3 separate regions of the Mus musculus genome follow, and regions 1 and 3 are each linked to region 2. Evidence: chromatin contacts called from public HiChIP or PLAC-seq data. All regions are on one chromosome and are shown on one strand. The core of a region is the stretch at or near the end of the contact, and the rest is flanking DNA. Distances in the headings are between cores, read along the strand shown. Region 1 overlaps Cbfa2t2 (CBFA2/RUNX1 translocation partner 2). Region 2 overlaps Cbfa2t2 (CBFA2/RUNX1 translocation partner 2). Region 3 holds the start of E2f1 (E2F transcription factor 1).

Region 1 (2,700 bases), core at 59-2,558, 61 kb after region 2:
GATAGCTCAGTGGGTAAGAGCACTGAGTTCTTCCAAAGGTCATGAGTTCAAATCCCAGGAACCACATGGTGGCTCACAACCATCCTTAATAAGATCTGAGGCCCTTCTGGTGTGTCTGAAGACAGCTACAGTGTACTTAGATATAATAATAAATAAATCTTTTTAAAAAAAAAGTAAGCAAGCAATTAATTTACAAGAACAGCACCCTCCCTGAAAGGGAGGGGAAATGGTCAAACTCCTCACATCAGAAAGCAAATAGTTATCTATCAAAGTCTTCTGAAAGAGACCTGGGTGAGACAGAAGGATCCCAAGCTCAAGGCCAAGGTGAGTAGCTCAGTAAGACTCCAAAACAAAGGCTGGAGTAAGGAGCTGGGAGAGTGGCAAGACAGACACCTGTATGTAAATTCTAGGGCTCAGGAGGTGCAAGCAAATAAGTAAATCAAGGTCAACCAGCTAAATAGTGAGTTAAAGAGCAACCTTGAGAAGTCCAAAACACAGGATTGAGAGGTGATTGAGAGCACTGGCTGCTCTTCCAAAAGATCTGGGTTCAAGTCCAATCACCCACATGAAAGATCATAGCTATCTGCAACACCCTGTTCTGGCTTCCATGGATACTGCATGTGGTGCACAGACAGACATGCATACAGGCAAGATACCCATACACATACAACAATACAAATAATGGGGGCTGGGGGTGCAAATAAAGCAACATAGCTAACTCCAAGCCAACTACAGATAACACAGTGAGACTTTTAACCACTGAGGCACCTCTCCAGACCCACTATGCACTTTAAATATATTATTTATTTATTATAAGTCGATTTCAAGTTTTTTTGAGACCTGGCCTCTAGGGTGTCCTCCAATCTGACTGCAGGCACTCAATACCTCATTCAGTTTAGCTGGTGTTGGAGATCAAATCCTGAGCTTTGTGCATGGTGAGCAGGCATTCGACCAACCTACCTACTACATTCCTGGCCATACCATACGTCTCCTGTTTTTCTTTAAGACAAAGAATATACAAAAGTGTGTGCAAAGGAAAAAAGGCTTCAGAAGAGAACACCAGTAAGCAGCACTGCTTGCTAAGGAAGAGTGTCCGTCCCTGAGGATCCCATGTAATTTGAAACAGCTGGATCTGAAAAGACAGGGAACCAAGCCAAATGCACATCATCTGTAGACAGAGAAAACAGTAGGTCTGAAAACCGAAAGCAACTGCTCCTTGAAAAAGGGACAGCACAAGACAGGGCAGTAACAGCTAGCTCAGTCACTATCTCATCAACGTACACTATACTACTCACAGTGCCCGCCCACACTCTCCACCTCCTGCCAGCTGTTATAGAAGCTAATGTGAAGGCTGCTCTGGATCATTTCACCTAAAACATATGATGCAGACACAGCCTCGTGAAGCCTCTCACTGAAAATCAAACTTGGTTCAAACATGCTTTGAAATGATGTTTTTTATTGGGGTTTGTTTTTGTTTTTTGGTAGCCAAGGGTACACAGAGATACCCTCTCTCAGGCCCACTTCCCACCCCTGGCCAAAGGAAAGTTTAAGTGACATATCACTTATTACAAAGCCTAAACACGGTGCTCTGATGACAAATTTAACATGACCCAACATGGAGACCAAACCCAAGGCTGAAAGTTCGGGTTTCTCTTCATGAATTGCCACTCACTGCAGCTATCGGATAGGTTCACGGGCATTCAGTACATTGTTCTATTTTTTGTGTTCAGAATTTTCCATAGCATGCTCATAGATTTGATTCACAGCTCTCCCCCACCCCCACAAAAAAAAAAAGGAAAAAAAAAAAGAAAGAGACAGAAATAAGAGGAAGGAAGGAAGGAAGGAAGGAAGGAAGGAAGGAAGGAAGACAGGGTCTCTCTACACAGCTCTAGAGTTCTGGAACTCACTATGTAGACCAAACCAGCCTAGAACTCAAGGAGATCTACCTGCCTCTGCCTCCCAAGTGCTGGGATTAAAGAGTGCACAATCAAACCCAGCTTTCAGATATGAAGTTTCTTTGTAACAAATTACTAAAATTAAACAAATAAGTAAATAAGTGAAGAGGAGGAAAAACATGGTGTAGTAACTCACACCATTGAACCCCGGGAGGCAAGCTGGACATCACTGAGTTCCAGGCCAGCCTGGGTCTATAATAGCCAGCCAGGGCTACAGCTACAGAGAGAGATAGAGAGACAGACAGAGACAGAGACGGGGTGGGGGAAGGGGAGGTGAAGACATAACTAACCCTTCTTATTTTCCTACCTTTGAACTTTTTTTTGCCTTTTAACTTGATCTTTGCCAGTCTCCCCCCTCTTGTCAACAGGTCCAGTGCCATTTAACAAATGGTGGTTTGGAGGATAAAAGACAGGCCCTTAGCACAGGCAGTGGAATTCCAAATGCTAGACTCTTGGCTCCACAGTGTCTGATTCAGAACTGCTGGGAACTATTAGTTTAGCTTGCCCACCCAGGCATGTGAGGCTGGGAGAGCGCCTTTCACACCACCCGCACAAGCCTCTCATTTATGCTACAGGCTTCAGTGATCATGTGCTTTTGTTCCCCACAGGAACACACCAAGTCCAATGTAACTCCAGACATTATTTAGGAAGGCCCAGAAGGAATATTGAAGCAGTTTCAAATGTAGATCTGCAAGATGTTATTTATATAATGGGGCAATAGTCCAAAAATAAATAAATAAAAATC
Region 2 (2,700 bases), core at 165-2,664:
ATCTCATTAGGGGTGGTTGTGAGCCACCATGTGGTTGCTGGGATTTGAACTCCGGACCTTTGGAAGAGCAGTCAGTGCCCTTTACCCACTGAGTCATCTTGCCAGCCCCCATTTCAGAATTCTTTTCAGAACTTATTACTCTCAGGCTCAAGAGCCTAAGAAATTTCCATTAGATTACACAGGTAGAGCCAAATAAGCTGCGTCAGACCTGGGATTCCTGTAGAGCAAACTTGCCTCCAACTTGGGGTAACCCTCCTGGCTGCTAATAAGTGTGCTACCATGCCCAGCCCTTTCATTAATCGTTATTTATAGCATAGGCAACCCACAAACTCCTTAGGCAGATGAAGATGACTGTAGGCCGATCATTGTGCCTCAGCCTTTACAGTATTGGAATCAGAAGTATGTGCCACTATGTCCAGCTACATAACATCATCGTATCAACAGAAAAAAGGCAATGCCGCTATTATTTGGCTTTATCACTGAGCAGGAAAGCAGTCTGTGAACTCCCTCCAGATGAAGGCATTACCATGGGGCTGAGATCACTTACTAAGATTGTGGTGCCTCTCACGAACTTCTCGGTGTTCTAGCATCTTGTTTGGTTCCCGATACAGGTGAGAAGTTGCAATGTCTTCTAGTGTATAGTGCTGAAGAGGTGGTGGAGTAGGATGGAACTGGCCCCCAGGATTCATAAGGGGAACAGTGAGGGCGGGACTGTGCCGAGGAGCAGGGCTGATAGTACACACTCTCTTGGCAGGCGGTTCAGGAGGAACTGTATCTCTTTCAAAATTATTCTCGTCCCTCCTGTAGAAGAAACTGAAGTGCTTATAGGAGCCTGTCAAGAAGTGTTCATGTTAACATCCCTACGAGTCTCAGAATAGCTGTTTCTTCCCAGAGTCTCACCCCCCTTTAGATGCTATGAAACCTGGAACCCTCTAGAGCACACTATGTTTTGTTCTATTCACTTTCCAAAGCAGGAAGACTGCTATTTTTCTGAAGATTCCAAAGCAAGAATGGTTATTTTGGGTGCTGCAGCCCATATACTAAGCACATGCTTCATATTGTTATACTCCCAGCCCTTCAGCCCTTCTTCCAGCTGTCAGCCAAACTAGACATCTGACTTTTGTGCCTCTTCTGGTGTGTGTTCCTATACCTAGAGGCAGGAACCAAACTGTCTTCAGGCTAGACACAATTCGTAAATGCTTCTTTATTCCAGCATGAAGACAGGCCAAATTCACCCCTAAGTAGGCAGGCAGAACCATATAACCGTGACACAGGAAAAGAGAAACTGAATGGGACAAGAACTGAGAAAGTTTAGGAATGCAGAAGGTCAAATTTCTGACTATGGAGGTGATTTCCTGGGAAGAAAGGCTGCCTCTATGACTCATTATGGGTCTTAGTAACACAGCTTCAACTGTAATAAGCCTTCTGCTGTTCAATACCGCTTCCTCAACAACTCATATACTATTGTGGCAGCCACTTTATCCTACTTCCTGACATGCTAGTCATAAAGTCCTTAGAGTCTTCCAAGTGCTAAGTCTAAGAAGCCAACTGTAGGCTGGCAACTACTAGGTAGATTCAGGATTGGGGCTGGTTATGGGAAGGACCAAGGCAGAATTACACTATCCACCCCTAGGGAGGGGAGGTGATTGAAGGTTAAGTCGATCATGAGTTAGCCATTTTCAATCACACTTAAGGAATGAAGCAGACAAGATAGACAAGAATGTCTGAAGAGCTGAGTATGTATGTGTGGCGTCTCTTTGGAGATGGTGGTGCAACTACCAGGAGAGGACAGGCCCACTCCACATACCCAGTGCCACTCTGTGCCTTGCCTTTGCCTACTGTTCATCAGTATCCGACGAACACATCCTTAATCATTAGCCAGCTAATGTTCCTGAGTTCTCTGAGACAATGAACAATTAAACAATACTGAGGAGCTCAATTTAGCCCAGCAGTGGTGCTATGCCTTTAATCCCAGCACTCAGGAGACAAAGGCAGGTGGATCTCTGTGAGTTTGAGGACAGCCTGGTCTACAAAGTAAGTTCCAGGACAGCCAGGGCTACACAGAAACCCTGTCGTGAACCCCACTTCCACCAAAAGAAGCCCAATTTGTAGATCATTCAGAAACAGCCTATGAGAAAAAAGCAGAGGGGGCACAGTTGTTTGACAGGACAGTATTCACAGAACCTGACACTTGTAGTTAGCTTAAGCGAGAGGACAATCCTGGGAGCTAAGTCTTCAACCTGCAGCGCCAGCTCTATCTTAAGGTAGAGAACAACAAGAGTAAAGGATGACTGACTAATGACTGCTCTTCTTCCACTTCTGGGACAGTGAACCTGCGTAAACTCCAGGGCAGAGGTCCTCAAAAGGAATGTGTCAACTGAAGAGTTGTTGGGACAAAGGAAAACTAATCTTGGAAAGTCTAAGACATTGTCTACCACCCAACAACCAAACCCTCTTCCTTTTAAAGCAGAGTGGCTCCAGAAAAACAAAACAGACCTCTTCCCTGCTCACCTTTCCGGACTGGGCCTCTTTCCATTTCCATGAACCTCCATGAGCAGTTCAGAAGAGTCAGCAGGAGATGCGATACTGGTGTTGAGCAGAAGGTGCTCATGCTGGGCCAGGTACTGGGACGGGGTCTGCTTGGCAGCCCGGGCACAGTGCAGCAGTTCTCGCTGCAGCAGGGGCAGGTTGGCCTTGAAA
Region 3 (2,700 bases), core at 103-2,602, 53 kb before region 2:
CCAAACCGGGGTGGTTCAAAGTTAACCCGTGCCTTGGTGTTTCTGGGCCCTGGAACATCACAGCCCCCTTATTGCGTCCTTGCTCACCTCTGCCCTCAGCCTCCAATTCTCTCATACCCAGAAAGGGCCTGAGAAGCAGCCCCTGCTAAGCCAGCTCAGAGTAATGTGGTCAGAGTTGGGGCCAAGATTAAGTAGCATGAAGCATGGAGAAAGTAACCCGGCTTGAGAGCTCCCTGTAGCTTACACTGGACCTGGGGACTTGAATATTGTCAGCTACTTACTCTCTTCTTGTGGTCATCTCCCCCACCCCCAAGGACAGGAAGTTTGTGGGTCTTGTTAAACCTTTCATGTTTCTATTCCCAGTATTGGCAAGATGCCTAGTAGAGAGGACCACAATGCTGATCAGACGGGCTGACCCCAGCAATCAGAAATGCTGATGGAGGACCTCTGGATTAAAGGCACCACCATACGCACCCTCCTCGCCCCTGCACCTCCCTATGAGAGGAGATACTTTAATGGACCAATCTCTTCACATTGCAAACATCTGCTGCTTCTGTGTTTCCTTTTTTTCCTTTTCACTAAGTCATGAGTCAAGGTCTGGACTGAGGATGGGACAGTGAACGCTCTCAGGCGTTTTTTTTTTTTTGAGATCAGGGTCTCACTGTGTAGTTCTGGATGACCTGAACTGGGAAGATCCGCCTGCCTCTGCCTCCCAAGTGCTGGGATTAAAGGCAGGCGCCATTGTGGAGTGACCAAATGAATGAACGCTAACTGGGCTCTGGCTACGAAAGAAATTTCAGTAAAAAGACACTGAGATCAAAGCCACACATCCCTTACTCATTTCCTGGCTCCCCTCTTGGGCTTGGCTTCTGGGTGACAGGATAGGGAAGAAAGCATGATGTGAACTAATGGAATAAATGGATCTTAAGACCGGAGATGTGGCTGAAGCGAGCTTTGGAGGTGAGCCTGAAGAGGCAGTCTCTGGGCTGTAAACTGAGGGGGTGGAGACCACAGGTTGAGAGTTTAGGGGGTCATGTGGAGACTGCGGGACGTGCAGAACCGAGTACGAAGTTTGTTCGCTTCGCCAGACCCGCCACCCATCGAGTGGGCGGTGAAGGGGCGGGGCCCATTGCCCACGCCTCCTGCAGGGCACGGCGAGAGGCAGAGGGGAGAAGGCGCCCGGCACCGCCCGGACAAAGCCTGCGCGCGCCCCGCCCCGGGATTGGCCACCCCGCCCCTGGTCCCACCCTCCGTCTCCTGCCCCGCACGCCGCAACCAATGCTCGCCATCGGAGCCTCCGTCGTCACAGCCGCCCCGGCCAATGGAGGAGGCGTTCGGCGGCGCGTGGCTCTTTCGCGGCAAAAAGGATTTGGCGCGTAAAAGTGGCCCGGACTTTGCAGGCAGCGGCGGCCGGGGCGGAGCGGGATCGAGCCCTCGCCGCGGCCTGCCAGTCATGGGCCCGCGCCGCCGCCGCCGCCTGCCTCCCGGGCCACGCGGGCCGTGAGCGCCATGGCCGTAGCCCCCGCGGGCGGCCAGCACGCGCCAGCGCTGGAGGCCCTGCTCGGGGCGGGCGCGTTGCGGCTGCTCGACTCCTCGCAGATCGTCATCATCTCCACCGCGCCCGATGTCGGCGCCCCGCAGCTCCCCGCCGCGCCGCCCACTGGCCCTCGCGATTCTGACGTGCTGCTCTTCGCCACGCCGCAGGCGCCCCGACCCGCGCCTAGTGCACCGCGCCCGGCTCTCGGCCGCCCGCCGGTACGGACCCTAGGCGCGGGCGGGGGAGGGGACGGGCTGCTGCGCTGGGCGGCGCGGAGCCTGGGCTGGGCCTCGGGGCTCCGCCCCGGGGCGCGCATTGACTGACTGCCTTGCCTGTCTGTTTGCTGAGCCTCGCTCCGGGCCTCGGCGTCTTCACCGGAGCGTCGGAACCATTAATGATTGTGTCTCACGTGTATCCAGCTGGTGCTTGCTTAGTGCACGCTCAGGCTTTGGCACCAAATTCCCAATTCTGGTGTGAGCTGGGTGTTGTCACGTGCCCATCTGCCAGAGGGAGGAACTGAGGCCCAGAGATGGGGAAGTGCTTCACGCAGCTGCAGATGGTGGGGCTGATATTTGAACTGATGTCTGCTGGCTTGCTGCAGAACCTATGGCTAGGGAGTGCGCACAGTTGCTTGTTGGAGGTGAGAGAGGGTGACTGTTAGAGACATCTTCGGGAGATCCTCCTTAGTAGCTCTGCCAGGTGCAGGCCTGGCCTTCCAGGCCTCTGGGGATAGGCCTCTTGATTGGGAGGCCTTCTCTGCAGGGGCGGGGTGCTGGGCCAGCTGCTGCAACCCTTCCTTTGCCTGTTCTTCCATCTGCCACCCTTCCAGCTCCTGGTTGCCATGGAACTTTATTAATCAGGCGGACAGACCTCTGAGCCTCTGGAAGACTGGGTGGGCTGGGCCCCTGAGAAGGGGCCTCCAGTTCCTGGAGAGAGAAGACGTGGGAGGGAGATCCCTGGATAAAAGTCTCTTCCTGATTCTAAGCAAGTAGCTCAAGACCACTTTAGGCAGGGGGCCTAGAAAAGGCAGCTGGGTACGAGGAGAGTGGAACTTGGATCTAAGCAGGGGCCAGCTCCGTGAGTGGGCCACTATCTTCATTGTAGGGGTGGAGTGGACAGGAGGGGCGAGGGCAAGGCCCAGTATCAGAGAAGAAGCTGTTCAA

The links. HiChIP or PLAC-seq counts read pairs in DNA pulled down with a chosen protein or histone mark.
Region 1: a contact with region 2 is called in a CTCF HiChIP or PLAC-seq map of the NIH/3T3 cell line, with 16 read pairs. The contact joins two enhancer-like sites. A contact is called at or near these places in 2 of 15 datasets of contacts at CTCF or cohesin (the G1E-ER4 cell line and the NIH/3T3 cell line), 6 of 484 Hi-C or Micro-C datasets (the 3T3-L1 cell line, the N1E-115 cell line, cerebral cortex and 3 more), 6 of 115 datasets of contacts at active chromatin or transcription factors (the HPC-7 cell line, embryonic basal ganglia, embryonic fibroblasts and 1 more) and 4 of 9 other capture datasets (adipose tissue, embryonic stem cells, liver and 1 more).
Region 3: a contact with region 2 is called in a CTCF HiChIP or PLAC-seq map of the NIH/3T3 cell line, with 11 read pairs. The contact joins the promoter of E2f1 here to the enhancer-like site in region 2. A contact is called at or near these places in 1 of 39 promoter capture datasets (second pharyngeal arch cranial neural crest), 1 of 15 datasets of contacts at CTCF or cohesin (the NIH/3T3 cell line), 4 of 115 datasets of contacts at active chromatin or transcription factors (the SCID.adh cell line, bone marrow-derived macrophages and embryonic stem cells) and 3 of 9 other capture datasets (adipose tissue, liver and pancreatic islet).

Annotation. Positions count from the first base shown.
Region 1 is chr2:154,454,504-154,457,203 of GRCm38.p6, reverse strand. All of the region lies in intron 1 of Cbfa2t2 (CBFA2/RUNX1 translocation partner 2), which reads right to left. Among named protein-coding and RNA genes, the nearest start is that of Cbfa2t2, 19 kb to the right of the region's middle. Within about 2 kb of position 1,308, at least 120 of the 459 cell types and tissues checked have an H3K27ac peak or open chromatin away from gene starts, as enhancers often do. A contact at or near this core is called in the NIH/3T3 cell line and embryonic fibroblasts, where this site is marked.
Region 2 is chr2:154,515,810-154,518,509 of GRCm38.p6, reverse strand. It overlaps Cbfa2t2 (CBFA2/RUNX1 translocation partner 2), which reads right to left. Exons shown (of 11, transcript NM_172860.2): 5 at 2,512-2,693; 6 at 548-801. Among named protein-coding and RNA genes, the nearest start is that of 1700003F12Rik, 32 kb to the left of the region's middle. Within about 2 kb of position 1,414, at least 23 of the 459 cell types and tissues checked have an H3K27ac peak or open chromatin away from gene starts, as enhancers often do. A contact at or near this core is called in the NIH/3T3 cell line and embryonic fibroblasts, where this site is marked.
Region 3 is chr2:154,568,544-154,571,243 of GRCm38.p6, reverse strand. E2f1 (E2F transcription factor 1) reads left to right here and starts at 1,352. Exons shown (of 7, transcript NM_007891.5): 1 at 1,352-1,755. The coding sequence starts at 1,510.